Regions from separate parts of the Mus musculus genome. Here regions 2, 3 and 4 are each linked to region 1. Evidence: chromatin contacts called from public ChIA-PET, Micro-C and promoter capture Hi-C data. All regions are on one chromosome and are shown on one strand. The core of a region is the stretch at or near the end of the contact, and the rest is flanking DNA. Distances in the headings are between cores, read along the strand shown. Region 1 holds the start of Itm2c (integral membrane protein 2C). Region 2 holds the start of Sp140 (Sp140 nuclear body protein). Region 3 holds the start of Nmur1 (neuromedin U receptor 1). Region 4 holds the start of B3gnt7 (UDP-GlcNAc:betaGal beta-1,3-N-acetylglucosaminyltransferase 7).

Region 1 (5,982 bases), core at 2,884-5,383:
TATCGCATATAATAGGAAGAAATATATATATATATATATTTCTATATATATATATGATTTATTAGAATGGCTTACAGGCTGTATAGTTCAGAGAGTCCAACAATGGCTGTCTACTAGTCTGAGAATCCAGTTGTTGTTCAGTCCAGAAGGCTGTCTGTCTCAGCTGGTCTCCAGTATACGACAGAATCCCAAAAGAAGTAGGCTCTAATGCAGTGAAGGAATGGGCTGTCCAGCTAGAATGGAAGCAAGCAGAGAATGTCTCCACCATTAATGCCCTTTATATATAGGCTGACAGAAGAAGGTATGGTCCAGATGAAACATCGATTTTTCTGCTTCAAAACATCAGGATTAAAAGTAGGTCTTCCCACTTCTTATGACTTAATTAAATCCCTCCCAGGCGTACCCAGCCACTTGCATTTTAGTTAATCTCAGATGCAGTCAAGTTGACAGCCAAGAACATGCATCACAACTTCCTTTTCACAGTGCTTGCCAACTGACTTTTCAAGACAGAATTTCTACTCCCAACCCCTAATCTTTTAGGGTTTTGAGCACATCTGCTTTACTTTGAGAGAGAGCTGGCAATTTTATACTCTTCCCATCCAAGAATGAGGCCTTTCTCCACTCACTTGCATCATAAACCCTTGGTGGAATTTTGTGCCTTTTGAAAATTTGGCTTATAAAGTTTATTCCTGGATCTAAGGAGCTGGCTCAGTGGCTAAGAGTGCTTGCTGTGAAAGCACAAGGACCTGAGTTCAGATCCCCAGGACACATGTAAATGCTGCCTGTGTTTGTAAACCCAGCATTTGAATGGAGGAGGGGGCAGAGGCAGTAACTCCCGAGAACTCACTAGCTAGCCAGCTAGCTTCAGGCTTAGTGAGAGATTCCATCTTAAAGGAACAGGGAAGAGCAATAGTGGAAGATATCAATTGCTGGCGTCTACACACACTCAAACTACATACCCTATATGCATCACATGTGTGTGCATGCATGCATGCATGCGTGCATGCGTGTGCCACACCCCCACATACATCACTTATTAATAAAATAAATTCTAACAAATGTTACATTATAGTCACCATTGCAAAGGGAACAAGCCGTTTGCCTGTGGTCTTTCTAGCTTTCTGGTACTGAAGGTATAGAGCAGTGATGTCAGTGTGACTGTCTCCTGACATTGCTGCAAGCCAGCCTTCTGGTGAGATTACGAAGCTTGTGTGAGGGGGACCCTGTGTCCAGATTGATGCAGAAAAAGATCTGATCTATCTCCAGGCAGCCACCATATCCCCCTTTCTAAAGCCTTTTCACTAAAATCGTTCAGAACCACGCAGCTCCCTCTGCAGATAAGCTCCGAGTCCAGATGGCAAATGAAAAGTTAGAGCTGCCTAGTTTCAGCCAGGGACTGAACACAGTCATCTGTCAATAAATCGAAAGCTACATATCACAAAATGAGAGGTTCTCAAGAAAGTGCCCCATAGTGATTTGTCCAGGCGTTGACTGACAACTGGGGCCAGAACGGCTGTGGTGGCATTTCTGTGGTAGCTTCAATCCAAATTCCCCTGTTCTGGAATCTAGAAACAAACTGTGGAACACACTAGAATGTTACACAATGAGAATGACCGGGCTTACAATTCCCACCAGGGGAAAGACTCCCACGGTCCTAGTGTTCAGGATCCAAACGCACACACAAAGGATTCATGTGTTGAAGTGTGTGTGTGTTTCATAATCAAGGCTCATAACGTGCAGGAAGTGAGCACGGTGGTTATACTTGGGTCACAAGCTGTGACAGATAGAAAGATGATGGTCTGTGGGTCTGCTAATGTTCTCCTATCTCTTCATCGGGTGCCTTGCTAAAACAGCCCTAAGGAAACTCAGAAAGCCACACACAGCAACAGAAATATCTGGAAAACGCATCACTAGTGAATGTAAGTTCACTAGTGCGAACTTACTCAAATTACAGTGGTGCCTGTGGCAGACTGGAGAGAAGAGTAGGGTCTTGTTTACTGAGGATTCTCCACAAAGCAGACTCTAGGAGTGACCAGCTGCATCATCACAGCCTCTTTCTGGGACAGCCCAGAAGACATCAGGGAAGGGAAATCGTCATAGCGGGCAGGACTTCAGGCAGCGCACTAGGTTGTACGTTTTGTTTGGGAAGAGAAATGTCCAGATATGTGCTTGTTCACTGGCTCATGGGCTGTAGCCAATGGATTGTCTGGACAGTGAGGGATCTGAGAAGTGCATGATGGAAAATTAGTGAGAAAAAAACATCTGGGGAAGAAGTATGTGGTTAGATCTCTACAGAAAGGCAAAGGATGTTGTGGGAAGCCACATGTGCCATTGCAGAGTGGCACTGACTACTGCTGGCCACCATGCATAAGTTTGGACAAACAACCAATGTGTACATATGCAGTAAAGTTTTTTGCAAAGACACTGCCTGGCCCGGACATGATAATGAGGCTTTGAGAGTATAACCAATCAGATGTGAGACATGCAAATGAGGTATGATAATGAGGCTCTGTGAGGTACAGAGAGAGAGAGAGAGTAGCCAATCAGATGAGGAACATGCAAATGAGGCTTAGTGCATAACCAATCCGTGTGTGAGACACGCCTCTTCTAGGCCTATATAAGCAGCACCAGTTCTGGGCTTGGGGTCTCTTCACCTCTGCAATCAAGCTCTCCCAATAAATGTGTGCAGAAAGATCCTGTTGCAGTGTCGTTCTTGCTGGTCGAGTCCGGCGCGTGCAAGAGGATGTGACATGCCTGTGTACTATGTAGTGCTCATCAAAAGGTGACTTCAGCAGGGGAGGAGTCCAGTATTCCAGTAGACAGATGGCCCGTTCTGTGGACAGTCAGCCTCTTTCCCCAGCCATCCCTGTCATTGTCCAATGGGCCTATGAACAAGCGGCCATGCCGATAGAGATGGAAACTATACCTGGACTGGCAATATGGACTTCCACTCATTGAAGTGATCTGGTAACAGCTGCAGCTGAGTGCCAGATCTGCCACACCAGCAGTGACCGTCACTGGCCACCATTCCCTGAGTTGGCCAGCCAGCACCCTGGTGGCAGGTCACCTACATTGGACCGCTTCTTTCATAGAAAGGGTAGTGCTTAGTCCTTACCAAAGTAAGCATCTACTCTGGTAATGGATTTGCCTTTCCTGCATGTAATGCATCTCTCTATTCTCTCAATTCCTGCAGTGCCAGTGGCCTTCGCACCATTTACATCTTTTACCATTATACATTTTACCATTTATATTCTACTGCCTTAAGCTATGTATCTCCTGGACTGCCTGGTTCATACAAGATCTAAACCGAGATACAATGGTCTAGTGCCTAAGGCAACTCTGTCCAAGCCGTGACAGGTAGGAGAGGGCAGCAGAGCCTACTGGACTGTCCTCAATACGCCAGCAGAATGCTCGGCCCCCATTACCAGCACCTTTGTAGAACTGACGCCAAGCACGGCAGGCTCGGTGCTATCACAGCCTGGATTGGGAACAGCGAGGAGAGATCTAGGACTTTGTTGTCAAGAGATGGCCCTGCAACATAAATCTTGGCTTCTTCCTAATACCCGGTGATACACTGCAGGAGCAGAGTCCTGACTGGAACCCAAAACCTCTGGCCCAGCCCCCCGTAATTCTTGTCATATTTTCCAGTCACGATTCCACTCCTGCAAGGTATTGTAGGTCTTATGCACCTCAAGTTACCCACCTCCACTCCCTGAAGGTTTTGCAGGATGAAGGATAGAGAAAGATGCATGGTGGAGAATGAAGGCGGTGGGGATGGATTTAGAATTCAGGATAGAGGCAAGCAGTTAGGCGTCTGGAGTTGATGCCCCTTTCCAGCCTAACACATGTTGGAGGAGGAAAGCTTAGAACAGTTAGTTACTCTGCGTCTTCTCTCAACATAATCAAAGATATCGAGGAGGAGGGAGATGCAGTTTGTTAGAAGCACGTTGCCAGGCAACGTCGTGTTAAACTACATGTGAGGATGCTAGTCATGGGCAGGGAGAAGGAAGGGGTCCAAGCTCTTGCGCGACGACTGAATGAATGAATATAAGCAAGAGGTGGAAGGAAATCTCAGCATTCTTCAGCTACAGTGCTGCCCGGTGCAGTTCGGCGCAGGCGTCAGGTCCTTCCTTGGAAGGCGGGGCGGGACGCGTTCGGGGCGGGGACAGAGGCGAGGACTCCGGAGCCATCCAAACTTCCGGTGCCTGCGGCGCAGCAAGAAGCAGGCATTGCGATCGAGGTTGCACTGGCAGGGGCTGCAGGGAGCAGGCGCAGGTCAACGCAGCCATGGTGAAGATCAGTTTCCAGCCCGCGGTAGCGGGCATCAAGGCTGATAAAGCGGACAAAGCAGCGGCGTCTGGTCCGGCCTCGGCATCTGCCCCGGCCGCGGAGATCCTGCTGACGCCGGCGAGGGTGAGAGGCTCCGGGTCTCAGATGGGGGCGGGGCGGGGGTGGGGGGTCATCGAGGGACCTAGGCATTCCCCAGTGGCCGCCACGACCAGCGGTACCTCAGAGTCACGAGCGGAAGCGGGATGAGAGGTCTGAAAAGGCTGCTCCATCCGCATCTGGGAAAGGGTCTCAGGACCTTCCCCACAGCGGTAGTCGAAAGCAGAACTGGTCCTTAAGTGGGAACGCACACAGGGTCTTTTCCAAAAGTGGGGGCTTCTGGGCGCGAAGTTCCAAGATAAGGGAAGGTGGCGGACCCATGAAAGTTTGGGGAATGTTGGTGAAGGTTTGCGTCTGGTTCCAATCAAGGGGCAGGGGCCGGGAAGCCAGTCCCCGAGTGGGGGAGGGGAGGAGGGTTGAACGTAGTTTCCCCCAAAGCGGGGCCGGGAAGGGGGGAGGTGATGAGGCCTGATTGGTTGGGGAATTTGGTTGGGGAATCTCTGGTTAGTAACGAAAGGGAGGTGCCATTGTTTTGGTCCTCAAATGGGGTCTGTGGTGGGTGGAGGTTACTGTTGGAACTGGCAGACCTAAGTCAGTGATGAGCCTTCTCCCATTTCACACCTGCGGGCCCTACTTCTTAGCTCCTTCTCTGGCTTCCAGCTACGTTGTTACCATCTGCTGAGTGGGCTCCTTACTGCCCCAGTGCCCTAGACATCCCTATAGTCACTCAGTTGGCTTTGTGTGGACTGGCCTTGGTGTGCCCCGCCTTCCCCTGGCTGAGGGGATCCAGGTCATTTCCGCCATGGAAAACTATGCTATGTGGAGTGTGTCGGGGAGGACTCGTGGCAGTCACTGACTGGAAGGACTGGTGACGGAAAAGCGGACCCAGCCGAGTTTCATTTTGCTTCAGTAAGGGTGTTTTCATGGCCACTGTCACACGCCCCCCAGCGGTCCTGGGGCGCACCAAGCCGGGCCTTTCGATCCAGACCGAACCTAAAAAAGCCCCTTCCACTTCCTCCTCCCGGATCAAGTTTTGAAGCTCTGATTCTGCCTTTGCCTGGGCATATATGAGGAACTCGTGGGGAATGATCTGGAAGAGGGGGTCATGCAGTGGGCCAGTCTGAGCAGAAACGGTGATGCCAGGGACTCAGGCAGCTCTGTTCTAGTCACTACAGCACCGAGCAATTCAGACACCAACAAGAATTCATTGGCCAACCAGGTGGGGGGGGTTGAAGGGTGTCTGAAGCCTAGGTGGAGAGGGACACCCCATACTTGACTTTGTTTTGCAGTTTGAAAAGTTTGCCCTGGGGTTAAGTTTCCTTATTACTTCCAAGAAGGTCCCTCCTCTCTTCTTCTTAGTCTGGATATGGGGGCCCAGGAACTGATAAGTGGCAGATTGTCTGTTGGTACCCAGTGAAGATATAGAACTGGAACCCAGCTGCCTAAAGCCATGGGTCTAAGGGTGATCTAAGGAGCCGGAAGGACTAACTTGAACAACTCAGGAATATCATTATCGCCCCCTTAAGAAGGAAGTCCCAGCAGAGTCAACGTTGACAGGGCACACACTAGGGCAGCTGGCTGATGGATGGTGTCGGA
Region 2 (5,860 bases), core at 2,254-4,753, 290 kb before region 1:
TTTCCTCTTTTTTAAAACAGAATATTAAATATTAAAGAGTATTTCCAAAGAGTATTTCCAGGAATTTAATCCCAGCATCACATTGAGTAGACTTGTCTGTCCCTTTCTTCTTCTTTCCCAATCTCTTAAACTTAGCAAAAAAAATGTTGAGGAGAAAACAAAAAGAAGCCGACTTCACAGTAGGACTGTAGAGCAGGGAGATGTGTCACAGATCATCCAGTCCTGAGGGAATCCTGGCAGACTGGGGACAGGTGGGAGGGAAAGCTGTTGAGGCTACTTGTGGGGGAGGGGAGGGGAGGCAGCAAGAACATGTGCTCTGGGTTCTGCTTAGGATGGCAGCAGCACTCAGACCTACGCTGCTGTGGCAACTTTGCCATTTGCCGCCTGCCACAGTTTCCGAAGATGGAAGTCAGATCTACAGAGGTTAAGTACCTGTGCCAAGGACACCAATCTACAGTAGAGTGTGTCTGTCTCTGATATTTTGTTTCTCACTGTGCAAGATATGGTATCTCAAGCCTGAGGAAATGGTGCAAGCCTTTAATGCCAGCACTGGAGGCAAAGGCAGTTGGAGGCCATCCTGATATATATAGTTCCAGGACACTCAGGGCTACACAGAAATTCTGTCTTGAAGAGGGGAAAAAAGATCCTGTGTCTCAGCTGCCTGCATGCAGGTTTTTATTATGTTAAGGGCCTTACAAATAAATTAGGGAAAGACAAACACCCATTAGGAAAGACAAAGCCCCAAACAATCAATAAAATGAGCATCATATACAATGAATGCATAATTAAGCTGGGAAAAGGCAGACAAGTCGAAGGACTTGACAGTGCATAGTACTATCAAAGTGACCAGGAGACAAAACAATAGTCACAGTCCCTGATAGGGTAGAAGTGAAAAGCATTTCAAGTGTTCTGTGACTTATTTGGAATCAGGGTCACCAGCTGTAAAAATTACATTTCCCTTGAATTTTCACGCACAGTAATGTATTTCAGTGAAATGACCATGGACTAAAACCAAAAAAAGCAAACATACAAAAACCATCCATACCCCCGCTAGAGAGAAGTAAGGGCGCCCCTTACTTTCTCTTTCCCAATAGCTCCATAATTAGGCAAGTGTTGGAAGATGATAACGGCACCGCCCACCGTGGACACTTGCGAGGTCCAACCTCGGGAATAGGCACTGGACACTGTCCCCAAAGTCTGTTTCAGAAAAAGAGTTGTGTGTATAAGCCCTCACTGCCCTCCCCTCCCCTCCCCTTCCTCCCTCTTATCCACCTCCACTCCAGGGTCCGAGCCAGGATCCGGAGCCATGCTCGAGTCTCTGGACAAGATTACTTAGCAAAGAGAGAACCTGGGGAGTCTAGGGTACAGCAGACAAAAGCTGACCCCAAGAATCAGGAATCTAGTTGCAGAGCCCAAGAGCAGAACGCACCTGGATGCTGAGGGCTGCCACGGGTTCTCCCGAGTTCTCCCAGGTCACTGCCTGGATTAGTTAAGGGGTTCCTGGATCCTTCCTGGAAAAGCCTGACAGCCCAGTCTGGACCCGAAGTTATGCTGCCTTGGAAGTCCCGCGGGGAGTCAGGCTTCAAGAAAAGAAAAATGAAAGTGATCTCAGCACACTGAGCAGGAAGCCAGCCAGCCACACCAATTCCGCCCTCCACTCCTCCACCCCTGCCTTGTGCGGTTCCCCAGCGTGGTTAGCATTATGGGTTTCAGGGGCACTTGCTGGGAATCCAGATCTGCCTGGAGTGGAGTGAGAGGCAGGGAGGCAAAGGATTAACACTGGAGAACATGGGAAGGGTGTGTCCACTGTCCCCTTCCTAACCTGGGGATCTATTCCCCCAGTGGTCTCATTGTAACCTTTAGGAAGTATTCTCAAACTGCATTGGGGTGAAGGTTATCCTGAAAAAAATTGCTAGAAGTTATTAAATTAACAACAACAACAACAACAACAACAACAACAACCAGAGCTGGCATCTTTGAAATGTCTAGAATTTGTCAGGATCACTATGTGAGAAAATTGAAATAAAACAAAAGGCAACCAAGTGACTCTCGAAAGAGTCTGAGCTAGGGTCTCTGAGTGTTCAACTGAGAAGAGTTCTATGTAACCCCGTCTAATATTTCCCAAATGTATTTGATCCACAAGACACCCCAATTCCCCACCCCCAGGATACCCACGAGGCCTCTGGGACTTTAGATTTGAACCAAGGCTAGCCCACACAGGACAGAGCTTCTCTGTACTTCCTATGGAGACACCGACGGTAGAATTTGCAGCCAAGTACAGTTAGAACAGTAGGCTTGGCCCAGAGTGTCCCAGGGATGGGGACTGAGTGTGTGTGTGTGTGTGTGTGTGTGTGTGTGTGTGTGTGTGTAGAGGCTTGGCCCAGAGTGTCTCAGGGATGGGGACTGAGTGTGCATTAATGCTTGTGTGTGTGTGTGTGTGTGTGTGTGTGTGTGTGTGTGAGAGAGAGAGAGTCTGCACAAGAATCACAAGCATGCTTATGTGTCAGAAAATTACCCTACCCTCGAGAAACCTCTAAAGCAAGAAAAGTTATTACATCAGACAGATATGAATAAGGGCAAAGATTTCATTTGGAGTCACACATACTAGGACTACAGTAATGATGGTAAAACCTCACCTGGTATTTCACACCACGTGAGAGCTCATTAGACTTATACGTTTAACACAGTTTTAAAGATGCATTTACCTAAAGTGATGATTTTGGTGAACTTTACCAAATATAATCATGCCACAGTGATCACACAGGCCAAGTCCTCTGCCCTCCTAAAATCCCCTTGTTCTTGGCAGAAAACCCCCTCTCAGATTCCAGCCCCAGAGAACCACAGATCATCGGTTACACAGCTAAGTTTGACCGGCGCAGAAATGCCATATAAATGAAGACATAAAGTGTACTTTTTTTTTGGTGTATGGCTTTGTTTGCATCCCTGTACTCTTGGGACCTGTTCCTGCAGGTCAGTAATTTGTACCTCTTCAGCAGAGGTCTGAGCCTGGAGCCCTGGACAGGCCCTCGTCCCTAGCCACCTTGTCTCTGCCTCTGTTTTGCCTGTTATTTCCAGGCTTCTGTTGGTTGCTTTTGTTTTATTTGCATCTTTACGCCTGTTTCTTTACCTTTCCACTTCAGGCTGGTTTTCTAACTTACAGAATGAGAATGAGCATTCCAGATAAGAGCAACAGTTGTGCAGAGTAAATGTAAGGCACCCATTCTTCAAAAATGATACTGTCCCCGACTGGCTATAGCCTCGGCTGTGATCCACTTCCGAATTCTGTGAGATGCCTCTTGTTCTCAAGACCATGGTGAAATTGCTGAAGCCCTGTGTTGCCTCGCTGTCAGTGTCACACCTTAGCAAGCGGCTCTGCCTGGATTCTCTGCACTTGCCTTTGGTTGGTTGGAGGTGTGTGGGCGGGGTTGGGGGCGGTCTCTTGCTCTAGCTACCTTCAGAAGCTTCAAAAACTTTATGAAGCCACACCCGACTTTTCCTACTCTGCTGCTCAATTATCAGGTCCCAGCTTCTCTGGTTCTGACTTACTAGGGTGCCAGGACAGTTCCAAGTCTGAGAGACTGCAGACAATCTAACTCTTCCTGGTCTTTCCAGGCACCGCCCCCGCTTAGGGTTAAGGGACCACTTCCTTCCTATCCTAACAGCCAGCTGGCCTTAGACAGCTCTGAGCCCTTCCCTGAAACAGACCCTTCCACCTTCTTTCCTTAGAAGGCAGCAGGCGTCCCAGGTTTCTGGGGACTTGGGCTGTCTTTGCTCCTCCCCTCTGGGGCAGAGACTGGGGGTGGAGGGCAGTGCCTTAGTGCAGTGTTGTCATAGTTAAGCAATTTCACTTTCCTTTTTCTCCTCTTTGGAGGCCCCTGAAGGAGTTCTCTCTGGGCTTCCCAGAGACTCAGAGGGGGTTCGGTCTACCCTGAACAGGGTCCCTTGGAGTCTGTGTAGGGGATGGCAGGAGGCTACAATGAACTCAGCAGCAGGTAAGTCCCATTCTCTCTTGTCCCTTGTCTCTGCTAAGATCTGCCTTTAAATGTGTTACTAGGGCCGCCCAGGCTGGGTCCAAGGCCCACAGATATTTGAGACAGTGATCTCATAAGGAAAAGAAGAACTGGGTTTAGTTGGATTCCGAGGTAACAAGGGCCAGGTGGCAGCATTGAATCGCCGGAGACAAGGTGATTCTAGTTATTATAATGGACAGCGGAGACAAAAGAATGTTTATAATAACATACCCAGTAATGCTCAGCACAGGAGAGGTGAAATTTATAAAGGCATGACTCGGTTGGACATTTTCTTTGGCAGAGGCAACTCTAAAGGCTTCCATTTTGGCCTTTCCAACCATAATAGCCCTCACTCTACAGTTCAGGGAACCAATATGAGAATTCTGCCAATTTCTGAGTATATCTATCCCAATTATACATTCTGGAACTGGGGAAATCACCACAGGATGTGTCCGGGGACCTACTAGACCTACTGTGAGTTGGACATCAGTCAAAACTCCATTACTCACCTGCCCTCCATAAGCCCCTACTTAAACTGGAGGGCCACAATGTTTCTTGGGATCCCCTGGGATCAGTGTCAACTCAGAACCAGTATCCAGCAGACCCCGAAAAGTCTGATTATTTCCTTTTCCCCAGTGTACAGTTAGTTACCCTTGTAAAAGGCCGTAGGTCCCTCTGGGGAAGAACTGGAGAAAGGGTAACAGCAAAACCTTTGAGTGTCTTATCAAGATCCTTCCTCAGCGGAACCTGGCCACCCCTTCATTCAAGGGGTTCTGGATCTGCAAACTGTCTCAAGTCTGGAAATTGATTCACTGGCCGAGATTGCTGTTTACCACGATCTAATGTAGCCTTTCTTTCATTTGGCTGTTTACCACTATCTAATGTAGCCTTTCTTTCATTGTTTGAGAATTTTTCTGCTTATACAGATCAAACAAATATGCAGTAGGCTTCCTATGTATTTCATTCCTGGAAACACCATGATTGGTTAGCCAGTACCAAAGGTCCAACCGAGTCATGCCATTATAAATTTCACCTCTCCTGTGCTGACCATTACTGGGTATGTTATTATAAACATTCTTTTGTCTACGCTGTCCATTATAATAACTAGAATCACCTTGTCTCCGGCGATTCAATGCTGCCACCTGGCCCTTGTTACCTCGGAATCCAACTAAACCCAGTGAATTTAATTCATCTAATTGAGCAGAAGCATCTCCAATGCTAAGATCTGGCACAAGGAAAAGGGAAAGAACAAAATCCTTCAAATGTGCTGGTGCCCCTCTCACCAATTTGCGTCTTATAGAGCTGGTGAAAGGCATATCTTCTGGACCTTCCCATTGTGGACAATTATGCTTTACACAATATATCCACTCTAGCATTGCAATTTCCCTAAGTCTTAAAATCCCTTCATCAACACTAAGCCACGGAATATCAGGCATCTCCAAGTCATTTCCAGTAGGCCATCTTTTGATAAACACCTCAGCCAACCATTCAGACAAACTTTTGACACCTTTTTTAACTATGCGAGCTTCCATATTAAACCTAGAATCTTTTCTCAGAGGACCCATGTCAATAAACTCAGCCTGCTCTAGTTTTATGTTCCTTCCACCCTTATCCCACACCCTTAAAATCCATTCCCACACATATTCACCAGGTTTCTGCTTGAATGAATTAGCAAACTCATTAAGCTCCTTAGTAGTGTAGCGAATTTCCTCATGGACTACACTTTCTACCTCCCCTCTAGGAGCCTGTTTTGCTTTGAGTCTGGTTACAGGTCTAGAAGAAACTATTGGTGGGCCTTGAGAAACATCAGTAGTGAAAGTCATTGCTGGTTTATCAGACTCTACAAAATT
Region 3 (5,476 bases), core at 1,766-4,265, 490 kb after region 1:
CACAGACAAGTCCACAGGTCAGTCCGATGGATGTAATTCTTCGGCTGATGTTCCCTCTCTCAGGTGACTCTAGTTTCTGTCAAGCTGACAAAGACTAACCAACACCCTGTCTCTGCACAGCCGTGTATGGTCCTTAAGTCAGTTCCTGCTGCTTCTTCCAGATCTCCCCTGGCTAACAGGATCTAGCATGTGTTCCCCCAGGGCAGCCAGGGTAGCCTGTCTGCAGGTGAGAAAGGCCAGGAGTGCGCTGCGCATAGGTTGGCCCTATCTGTTTCAGGACAAGCAAAGGACCTGTCCTTGACAGCTTGGAGCAGGACCATGAGAAGATCAGAGAGAAAGCAGGGTTTGGGAGTGGTGCAGATAATCTGAAACCAAGTGGTTGACTTTGTTGTACACACAGATGAAAACACAGCAAGCTCCCTTCAAAACGTGACTTGGGCAAGCAAGCACACCTTTTATTTTTGCAAGCAAGGAACCAAAGCCTCTTAGAAAGCCAGGGTGATTTGCTTGTTGCCACAAGGAAACATGGTGACAAAGGCTGAGGTCAGGTCCAGGTCCCCTGGATCCCTGGGAACCCCTACCACCTGACAGCTTGATCAGGCCCGAATCTCGGTGCAGAATGAGAGCCAGGAACTGTCAGGGTGTGAAGTCGGTCTCAAGTACAAAACAAGGGCTGGGGAGGGGCAGAGAGAGTCTATGGAGGTTCGGAAGTTACCAGGATGACAGGTGGGTCCCAATGGAAACACGTATGAACTTGAGAGGAAGAAGGGATCCCCAGAGGAATAGTGGCTGAGCCCCAGGTAACTAGGTAACTGTGACAGTTTTGTGGAGAAGAATTTAGGGGTATGGGGTCTGGAGGGACATACAGCATATATTTGGTTCAGCGTGGGTCTTTCTAATACATGGGTGTGTGCTATGTGCATGTGGTAGATGCCGTCAGAAGCCAAGAGAGTGTCGGATGGCCTGTTGTCATGAGGGTGCCGAGACCTGAACCCAGGTTCTCTGGAAGAACAGCAAACATTCTTAACTGCTGAGCCAGTGTTTCAGGCCTTCAATGGGGGCAATTGGGGTTCAATTCTCTTTTTCTTACTGTTTCCCTCAATACTCAAATATGTGGGCAGGGCAGAAACCACTTTTGTAGCTCCCCAGACTTTCTGAGGCCCTCTGGCCTTGTGGGTAAGGCTCCTTCCAAATTTTATTCAGGAGGGGTCTGTCTCTTGCTGACACCCTGGATCCTCATTCACAGCCAGAGGTTCGTCCCTGCTGTTCCTGTGGCCCACGTCACACAGGGTGCTGCCTGTGGTCAACCTGATGTGGTTATGGGAGCCATGATAGGGTTGGCGGCGATGACAGCACTGGGTTCCAAGGCCCAGGGCTTGCAGGAAGGTCTCTCGGAAGCGAGTAGACATGAGGCTGTAGAGCACCGGGTTGGCTGCTGAGCCGAGATAGAAGAAGATGCCAGAGGCAATGTGGACACACTGGTAGGCCAGGTGCAGGCCTTCCGTTGAGTGTCCATACACCAGGCTCCACATGATACGGTCAGCATGGAATGGAGCCCAGCAGATGCCGAATACCACAACCAGTGCAACTGCAAGGACAGAGAAGAGATTTGATCTTCATCATGCTTAGAGTTTGCATCTACAGCTCACTATCTTCCGGTCCTAGAAAAGCAGACAGGAGAGCCAGGTAGTGGTGGTGCACACCTTTAATCCCAGTACTTTGGAGGTAGAGGCAGGTGAATCTCTGGTCTACACAGCAAGTTCTAGAACAGCCAGAGCTACACAAAGAAACTCCTTCTCTCTTTTTTTCCCTCTTCCCTTTTCTGTCTTTCTCTGGCCTCGCTCCCTCCACCCCAAGCCCCACTTGCTCTGGTCCCTGCTAAGTCTGGCCCATAGGTTTTTTTTGTTTTATTATTATTATTATTATTATTATTATTATTATTATTATTATTATTATTAGTTTCTCATTACGGATGGTTGTGAGTCACCATGTGGTTGCTGGGATTTGAACTCATGACCTCCAGGAGAGTGGTCAGTGCTCTTACCTGCTGAGCCATCTCACCAGCCCTGAAACCCTTTCTCAAAACAATAACAACAACAAGCAAGCAAGCAAGCAAACAATACCCTGGAAGCTCAATTCCTTCCCCAGACTGGAGGAAGCTCAGCTTTCTCCTCAACAATGACTTACACAGCATCTTGGTCACCTGTCTCCGTCCCCTATCTTGCAGCTGAATCCTTCTGTGGGAGGTCTCCTGGGTTGCTGCGGTTTTCCTGCCCTTGACCTCCACTTGGAGCAACATCCTCTCCCTCCGCAGCCGCAGCCCAATGAGCAGATACAGCACACTGATGGTGACCATGGGCAGACAGAAGAAGAGCAGTGCGGTAGTCAGTACCACCAACTTGTAGAAGTCCATGGGACCCACCAGCGAACATATAGCTGAGTCGGGCACCGGCCCCCGGCAGGGCACAGTTAGTTGACTGAGGCCATGCAGGCTGGTGTTGGGCAGAGAGAAGAGAGTAGCGAGGACCCAGATGGCCCCCACCATGCGGCGCACATGGGCCCGTGTCATCACAGACTTGGCTTGGAGTGGGCGCACCACGGCCACATAACGCTCCACACTCAGGGCTGTGACATTGAGCACTGAAGCTAGGCAGACGGTCTCTAAGAGCAGTATTCGGAAGTAGCAGGCACTCGCACCCAGCTGGAACGGGTAATTTTGCTGCATCTCATAAAGCTCCAGAGGCAAGCCCACCAGGAGCACCAGCATATCGGACACAGCGAGGCTGAAGAGGTAGAAGTTGGTGGGCGTGCGCATAGTCTTGTTGCGCAGGATGACGGTGCAGGTCAGCCCGTTGCCCAGAGTGCCCACCACGAAGATCAGCAGGTACGTGACACAGATGGGGACAAACTGTTTCATCTGCTGTGGCCCCAAATACTTCAGCCTCAGGGCCTCATCGGTAAGGTTCAGATCCTCAGGTTGATAGGGCCACTTGAACTCACTGATATTGCAGACCAGGGGGCTCCTTGAAGCATTTGGGGAGAGCGCTCCAGGAAAGATGGAACAATTGAGGCAGGGAGGAGTCTGTAGGATAGAAGGGGGAGATACCCAGAAGTCATTTAGGTAATCCCAGCTCTGTCCTAAGTTATCACACTGTAGAGGACTGATTAGTCACATGCCACTGGGAAAGAAAGCATCTGCCACCCACTAAAGTGCATTTCAACTACAGAGTATCCGGAGTGCAAACCTTGAAAATAATAAAATTGGCCGGGCAGTGGTAGTGCGCAGCTTTAATCCCAACGCGAAGGAAGCTGAGGCAGGCAGGTCTCATGTGAGTTTGAGGCTAGCCTGGGCTACAGAGCAAGTTCCAGGACAGTTAGAACTACAGAGAGAGACACTGTCTAAAAAACAAACAAAAACAAACAACAAAAAACCAATCAACAACAACAACAACAAAGAGTTATCCTCTATCCTCTACACACATACATGCAAACAGTATATATGCACAAGTACACACACACACACAAATGAAATACTTTTTAAATGATAAGATTGGCCCTTTACAATCTACTGGAATCTTTGAAGAAATGCCAGGTTTTTCCAAGAACGCTTGGCTATCTCCTTTGGCTGTCTCCCTTTTAAGACAGACTTCAGGAGAGCCACTTGATGTGGACCTCAGAAAAGTGGGTGCAACTGCAGTATTGCTTGGTCTTTAAAGAGCCGGGGCTCCTAAAGCAACTGCCAGGGCAGACCTGACCTCCCCAACTCCAGGTGCAAGATCCCGGTATTTAATCCACAAAAAGCATCGACACATGGCAGACCTGACATACAGAACGCTGTGTGTGACCTTGGTGTGAAGAGAAAGCCACCGTAGGGGTTAAGTGAAGGAGTGAAAAAGCTAAAAAACTGTACTTTGACCCAAATTTGATTCTGTTTTCTGTCACCTGAATCACTCCCAGTCTAAATATTTTATATTCTTTGCACCTACTAGACCTGGAGTTCTCACTCTCGGAACTCTCACGGAGAGGAGCTGGGGATGGGCAGGTGACAGCCCAGGTTCAAGAGAGCAGCGCTGAGACGACAGTCATCAGAAAAATGACAGAAATAAACTGACTAACTGAGAGGTCTCTCCCACAACCCCCAAATGTCTCACAGAGTTTTTCCACCCATCTCACTCTGAGAGCCGCTCCTGTCAGGGCCCGTATCCCGCTCACCTACCATGCCTTCTGCCCAGGAGGTCCTGTGCGCCCTGGCTCCCACTGACAGATAGATGCTGAGCTGAAGGCGACCTGACAGAGGCTGCCCTCCCCGCCTTCCTGGTTGCTTCGCCTGTTGTTCACAAAATCGCCACTAGAGGGCAACGCTGACCCCGGAGCTTGGAGTACTTAGGACCACTCCCAAAGGACTCTACCTGCATCCAAACCATACTAGCTAGCTGTTGGAATCACCCGGAGCTGAGAGTGTCTTCTTTTTCTAGACAACAATCCCATTTTACAGGTGAGAAGAAAAGAAAAAAAGAGCCAGAGAGAGGAAGTCCGTGAGACTTGGGTCTAAAATGCTGTCCCCACCTGCAGCACGCCGACTGAGCAGGACTTGTTCCGTGTCCTGCAATTCTTTCTGACCCACATTTTCAGACAACCTTCTTACGCACCCCTTAAGCCCCTGAAAGTCAGCAGCCTACAGAGTCTCATCCCCGTGACTCCACTTGTACACTCACAGGATAGCAATCCCCCCAATACACACAGTCTCATAAGGGGTTTCCAGCCCCGGGGTCCAAGCACTAGTCTCCTCCAAGGAAATCGCCCTCTCTCTTTTCAGCACCTCCTCCCACACCGATTCTTTCCCCGAGCATTGTCCCGACCCACTTCTTCACTCAAAGGAGCACACAAAAGCCTAGTCAGGTGTCATAGCCACACTCACCGTCTGCATTTCTGTCTTCAGTGTCCCCTCAGCTTCCCAGTATCTCCTCACCATGAAATTGCCTCCTCTGCTCCGCCCCCCTCAATCCCTGGCTTCTTAAGAACTTCATTTATAAACAGTCCTGGCTTAGAAGATTGTTGGGAACTCTGGGGCACTTATTTTTCAGAGCCCTTGGGAGAAAGAATTTTGAAAGCTTCCTATTCCGCTGCAGATGGACCAAGTAGGGCTAGATTGGTCATGACAAGGCTCAGTGTCACTCAAAACCAGATTGCTATAGCCTCACAGTATGTGAAGAATGCTTCTTTTGTTTTATTTTAAGATTTATTTATTATTATTATTATATGTAAGCCCACTGCTGATGTCTTCAGACACACCAGAAGAGCGAGTCAGATCTCATGATGGATGGTTGTGAGCCAACATGTGGTTGCTGGGACTTGAACTCGGGACCTTCGGAAGAGCAGTCAGTGCTCTTAACCACTGAGCCATCTCACCAGCCCCAGTGAAGAACATTTCTTACTGTGCTCCCATCTCTGGAACACACACACACACACACACACA
Region 4 (5,257 bases), core at 1,355-3,854, 410 kb after region 1:
ATGGGGAGGGAGAAGTCACAGGGAGAGGGAAATGGGAGCTGGGGAGAGCAAGTTATCCAAAGAAGGAGTGGGAAAGGAGAAAAGGGTGTTTCTTGATGTACTTCTATATGCTAGGTCACTGAGCACCCCTTCTGGGGCAGCAAGAGAACGTTCAGAAAATGACTTGCTGGTTTAAGGACTCTATTCAATCCCTTCTTCCACCCACACCAATGCTTCCTGGAACTGCGGTCTCCTCCCACTGAGCTCTCACCACAGCATGGGGGGCAGTGGCAGAGTCCACTGGCAGACTGGCCTTGCTCAGCCACTCCAGTTGTTCTGAGACAGTCCCTAGCCGGCTGCTATGCCCTCGTGGCTGGACAGGTGGAGGGAGTCAGACTAAGGGAGCCCAACGGTGGGGGTGGGGAGTCACTGTGGTTCTGAGTAGCAATGGGGACCTGTGGCTCAGTGAAAGAAGAATAGGGTGACATTGGAAAGTGACCAGAGCCTGGGGAACACACACGCACACACACACGTGCAAGGACTCATGTACTTCATTGTTACACATTTCCCCATTCTGAATTCACAGACCAAAAGATCTTTGACAAACTGACCAGTTCAACTGAAAAACCCAAGGTGACCTTGGGCGGTTCCCCACTTCCCCTGCTTCCCTGTTCCCTTGGGATCCCCTGGGATAGGTCAAATATTAGTGATCATAATATCAAAAGCACCCACCTGTCATAAGGCTCAGCGTGTAGGGGACACTGGTGTGTCTGCTTCCTCTGTCATCTCACATAACTCTGCATTGGCAGGAAATTGAGGTCTCAAGAGGATAAGCCAGCTGCCCCCCAGCAGCAGCCAGGAAGTGGGGAAAACTGGCCCAACCCCCAACCCTCTGGCACTCAGCCCTTACCAGAAACACCTGTGTCCACCTTCACCTACACCTGGAGAAATGCCACACTGGGATGAAGGGTGAATCAGAGGCCAAGAGGGCTGGTCTCCCCCAAGGCACCTTGTGGAGAGCTGAGACAGAGCACCTGCTCTTCCCCAAAGTCACACTTACAGGGCAAAAAGAGAGACGCCCAAAGCCTGGGTGTGCCAGCTGTGTTGGCACATTTATAACCCCCATCGTTCAGAAGGCTAAGGCAAAGTGATCTGGAGTTCAAGGCCAGCCTGAACTGCATGCCAAGACCCTGATTCAAAACAAACCACAATATCCTGGGTGAAATAGCAGAGACAGGGATAGGTAGCCAGTACCAAGCTAAGACAACCAGGACTGAAGACTGAGGACCGGTGTGACCTGGGACTAGTGGGACTGCAGTGACTCCTAGGGGCAGGCAGCCAGGCCTGTGAGACTTACACTTCAGGCCAGGGCTTCTTGAGGACTTAAAAGGGGCATTGTCCCAGGATTCTCCTCTGAATTTTTCATCTGAAGGCCCTTCATCATTTCCGACTGGAGCTTACAAATTCCAGAAAATTCCACTATTTGTTTAAGCACACACCCGAGCCTAAGGATCGCTAAGGGAAGGACAAAAGTAATCTTCACCCTTAGGACTCCCTGGGACTTTCTGTCTCCCTGTATTCCCTGGGAGAGGAACAGCATTGCAGAAAGGTATTGAGTTCCCCAGTCCTACTATCTGATAGAAATGCCTGAGCCGGGACTCAGGGACCACCTCCTGAGCCAGGCAGACCTCCTGGGTTTGAATAGTAAGGTTGTGACTTCATCTAAGGGTGTGTGTCCCTGACTCTAACTCCTGGTAAGATAGGAACAAACCATAGCACACGTCTCCAGAACCAAGTGAGCCACTGATGCCGGGGACCTAGAACCAGGCTTGACAGATAGGAAGTGCTGGAATGTAAAAAGTCCTGTGGGTATTTCTGAAGCGACCCCAGACCCCCAGACATCTGGATGACAGAAGGACCAGTAAGCAGCCTTATCTACCAGAAATGTTCCCAAGTCACCCAGAGGAGGCATCAAGGTGTCCCCTCCCTCCCTGTACTGTGATTGTGGTGTGTAGCCCACTCCCAAGAGAAAATGGTGCTCACACCGCAGAATAATAAAAACCTGGAGACAAAAAAAAAAAAAAAGTGGGGGTGCGGTTAAGTGAAGGATTTGTTGGCAATACAAGAAGGAGGTTTTTGTTTGTTTTGAGACAAGAGTCTCATTAGGGAGACCTTGCTGGCCGGGAACTCACCATGTAGACCAGGCTGGCCTTAAACTCGCAGAAATCCACCAACTGGGATTAAAAGCACATGCGAACACGCTAGCAAAAGAATGGACTTTTTGCAGAGGATAATAAGCCTTCTCACTGGGGGGTGGTAATGCAGAAAGAGTGGGAAACCCAGAGCTGGATTGACCTGAGCTGGCTGGGGGTCTAACACAGGCAACCCAGCATCATCTTCTCTTGAGATCGCCGCCCAGGCCTAAGCGAGCCCGGGAAGAAGAAAAGTAGACAGGGCAGAGATAAGGTAACTTTAGGGAAACAGCCTTTATCCACCTCCCTCCACTCTACACACCCAGGGCTACTCCAGAAGGAAGCAACCAGGCCGCTAGGCGCCGGGTGGGCGTGGAGGTGGGCGGTGTCCGACGTCCCCACGTGTCCCGAAGGAGGCGAGGCGGGCGACCCCGTGAAGGCCCAGCAGCGGGGAAGTCGCCGCCTCAGGATGTTGGCGATCTTCAAGGTCTCTGAGATTCTGGCTCTTCCCTTCGCGTTCCCGTGGGGCGTGCCTCTGAGGTGGCCAGGGCTGAACGGAGTTGCTGTCCCCACAGTGAGCCGGGGCACAAAGGGTTAACCTACCTGGGCCACCGCCCCTGAGGCCCCTCCTCCAGCCGCAGGGAAAAAAAGAAAGTCTCAGCGGGGGTGCGGCTCGGCCTCGTCCCGCTGTCCCCAGCCGCGGCGCTCAGAGCTGTGATCCGTGCGCCCCGCTCAGCTGCCCTGGACCGGGCCGCCATGTCTCTGTGGTGAGTCGGGGTCCCGGTGGGGCGCAGAGTACCTCCGAGCTTCACCTCCTCCCGGGGCCGCAGACTGCAAGGGATGCACGCTAGGTGTCCTGAGGCCGACCCCAGTTTCCCCGGGCAGCGAGGGTGGCGGGAGATGCGGAGCAGGGCGCGCCGCCGGAGCGGCAGATGGGATGTGGGAGATGCGAGGCGCACGCTTGGCTCTGCGGCCACGACTCCGGCAGCCTGTATGCAACGTCTCTCTAGCCTTGGGGTTTCACTAGCAGACACACACACACCCGACCCCTCCGGTCCCTCTTCCCTCCTGTGGCCTCTTCTCCGGACCGCCTCGACCCTTCTCCTTCCCCGGCTTTGCTCTTACTAATGGAGTGGATTGGTATGTGCGAGCCAGGGCCCTGAGGCTGGTTCTTACCCGGACTCCGGAGCTACGACGTGGAGCTTCTTTAGAACCCTGAGGACTGGAGTACTGGGTTCAGAATTCTCTTACTTCCATTCCCAGCAGCGCGCCTCCAGTCATTTCTGTCTTTCTCCATCCAACCTGGTAACCAGGAAGTCATGGGGCTCTTGAGGAAAGCTCGATGAATGTGGGTAGGAGGACTTAACATTCACTCACCCTGCGCCTCCGCAGGCTTAAAACCTGGCGTTATCTACTACGTGCTTCGTGGGCCCCTGGCTCTTGTACCTCCCAGACTTGGAGGTGAGAACCATCTCTCTGCTGGCCCAGTCCTGGAAAGTCATGAGTCTCCCAGTGTGAGCTAAGGAGGGAAGGTTCTTGGGGAAGGGGGCACAGGCAGGATCATTCCTGAGAAGAGCTAGGATTTCTGCCTCTGAAAAGGGTGTGCTGGGCTTACTTGACCAGGTAGGGGCCCCGGAAAGTGGGTTTTCGTCCCCAGGACTGAAGGGCTAGGCACCTCATTGCTTTGTGTAGAATATAAAGGTAAGGATAAGGAGTCGTGATGGGATCTGTCCACTTCCCTTCGAGACTTCCCAATTAGAGCAAGAAAGGCTCGCTTCTGTTGAGTCAGTGGGGGCTGCTAACCCACTCCCCACTGCAGCCCACAAGGAGACTCCCCAAAAGCTGCAACAAGGATACTGTCTTTTTCCCTTAGAGTGACTGGTTCAAAGTGATACTGCTGTCCACATATGTATGTGAACTAAAAATAAAAACCAGAGCTCAGGGGATGGACAGTGGTCTCTTTTCCTGGCAAAATGACAGCATTTCACTGGGTTCATGCCTGGTACTTTATCCTGTGTTCTGTCCCATTTTGGGGGAACTTAAGGGGTTAAATGGCCCCCTTCCCAAAATTGTTGTTGGGTTTGGGACCCCAGTAGCTGAATACACAGTGCTTCTTGAGTTGGGCAGTTAGCATGAGAAAAGCAGCAGGTTCCTCTGACCTTCCAGGAAGTAGAGTCCACTGGCCCATCTATGGGCCCCTAATCCTCAGGAGGAGTATGAGTGCCAGCTCACCTTCCTCTCTGCTGCTCCCCTTTAGGAAGAAAACCCTCTACAAGAGTGTATGCCTGGCTCTGGCCCTCCTTGTGGCTGTCACCGTTTTCCAGCGCAGTGTGACCCCTGGTCAATTCCTTCAGGATCCTTTACCGCCCACGCCGGGGCCAGCCAAAACTGGAAATCTGGTCAACCCCAACAGCTTCTGGAAGAGTTCAAAGGATGTAGCGGCTCCCACTCCCACAGTTCCTCGGGGACCCCAGGTCTGGGATGTGATCACCACTAACTGCTCTATCAACATCAACCTGACCCATCAGCCCTGGTTCCAGAGTCTGGAGCCACACTTCCGACAGTTTCTAGCCTATCGGCATTGCCGGTATTTCCCCATGTTGCTGAACCACCCAGAGAAGTGTGCTGGCGATGTCTATATGCTGGTGGTTGTCAAGTCGGTCATCACACAGCATGACCGCCGAGAGGTCATTCGTCAGACCTGGGGCCACGAATGGGAGTCAGCGGGTTTGGGCAGGGGTGCAGTGCGGACTCTCTTCCTGCTCGGCACGGCCTCCAAGCAAGAGGAGCGAACCCACTATCAGCAGCTGCTGGCCTACGAGGACCGTCTCTATGCTGACATCCTACAGTGGGATTTCCTTGACAGCTTCTTCAACCTGACCCTCAAGGAGATCCACTTCCTCAAGTGGCTCGACATTTACTGTCCCAACGTCCCCTTCGTTTTCAAAGGTGATGATGATGTCTTTGTCAACCCCACCAACCTGCTCGAGTTTCTGTCTGACCGGCAGCCCCAGGAAAACCTATTTGTAGGTGATGTTCTGAAACATGCTCGGCCCATCCGCAAAAAAGATAACAAATACTACATC

What was found. Promoter capture Hi-C pulls out the DNA fragments that hold promoters and counts their contacts. Hi-C and Micro-C count contacts between places; a contact is called where the count stands out from the background. ChIA-PET counts read pairs in DNA pulled down with a chosen protein or histone mark.
Region 2: an RNA polymerase II ChIA-PET map of memory CD8 T cells shows a contact between it and region 1, with 11 read pairs. The contact joins the promoter of Sp140 here to the promoter of Itm2c in region 1. A contact is called at or near these places in 1 of 39 promoter capture datasets (pre-B cells), 1 of 115 datasets of contacts at active chromatin or transcription factors (memory CD8 T cells) and 1 of 9 other capture datasets (liver).
Region 3: a promoter capture Hi-C map of the HPC-7 cell line shows a contact between it and region 1, with 2.4 times the contacts expected there. The contact joins the promoter of Nmur1 here to the promoter of Itm2c in region 1.
Region 4: a contact with region 1 is called in a Micro-C map of embryonic stem cells, with 3 times the contacts expected there. The contact joins the promoter of B3gnt7 here to the promoter of Itm2c in region 1. A contact is called at or near these places in 1 of 484 Hi-C or Micro-C datasets (embryonic stem cells), 1 of 115 datasets of contacts at active chromatin or transcription factors (memory CD8 T cells) and 1 of 9 other capture datasets (adipose tissue).

Annotation. Positions count from the first base shown.
Region 1 is chr1:85,890,377-85,896,358 of GRCm38.p6, forward strand. It overlaps Itm2c (integral membrane protein 2C), which reads left to right and starts at 4,134. Exons shown (of 6, transcript NM_022417.3): 1 at 4,134-4,413. The coding sequence starts at 4,288.
Region 2 is chr1:85,597,200-85,603,059 of GRCm38.p6, forward strand. Sp140 (Sp140 nuclear body protein) reads left to right here and starts at 3,504. Exons shown (of 17, transcript NM_001013817.2): 1 at 3,504-3,992. The coding sequence starts at 3,961. It overlaps Sp110 (Sp110 nuclear body protein), which reads right to left and starts at 1,611. Exons shown (of 12, transcript NM_030194.1): 1 at 1,430-1,611.
Region 3 is chr1:86,385,126-86,390,601 of GRCm38.p6, forward strand. It overlaps Nmur1 (neuromedin U receptor 1), which reads right to left and starts at 3,016. Exons shown (of 2, transcript NM_010341.1): 1 at 2,188-3,016; 2 at 1,200-1,588. The coding sequence starts at 3,016. The coding sequence ends at 1,200.
Region 4 is chr1:86,300,617-86,305,873 of GRCm38.p6, forward strand. It overlaps B3gnt7 (UDP-GlcNAc:betaGal beta-1,3-N-acetylglucosaminyltransferase 7), which reads left to right and starts at 2,605. Exons shown (of 2, transcript NM_145222.2): 1 at 2,605-2,938; 2 at 4,429-5,257. The coding sequence starts at 2,928. It overlaps Gm28626 (predicted gene 28626), which reads right to left and starts at 3,444. Exons shown (of 2, transcript NR_151592.1): 1 at 3,348-3,444; 2 at 2,447-3,002. It overlaps Gm16341 (a long non-coding RNA gene), which reads right to left and starts at 1,154. Exons shown (of 3, transcript XR_387210.3): 1 at 712-1,154.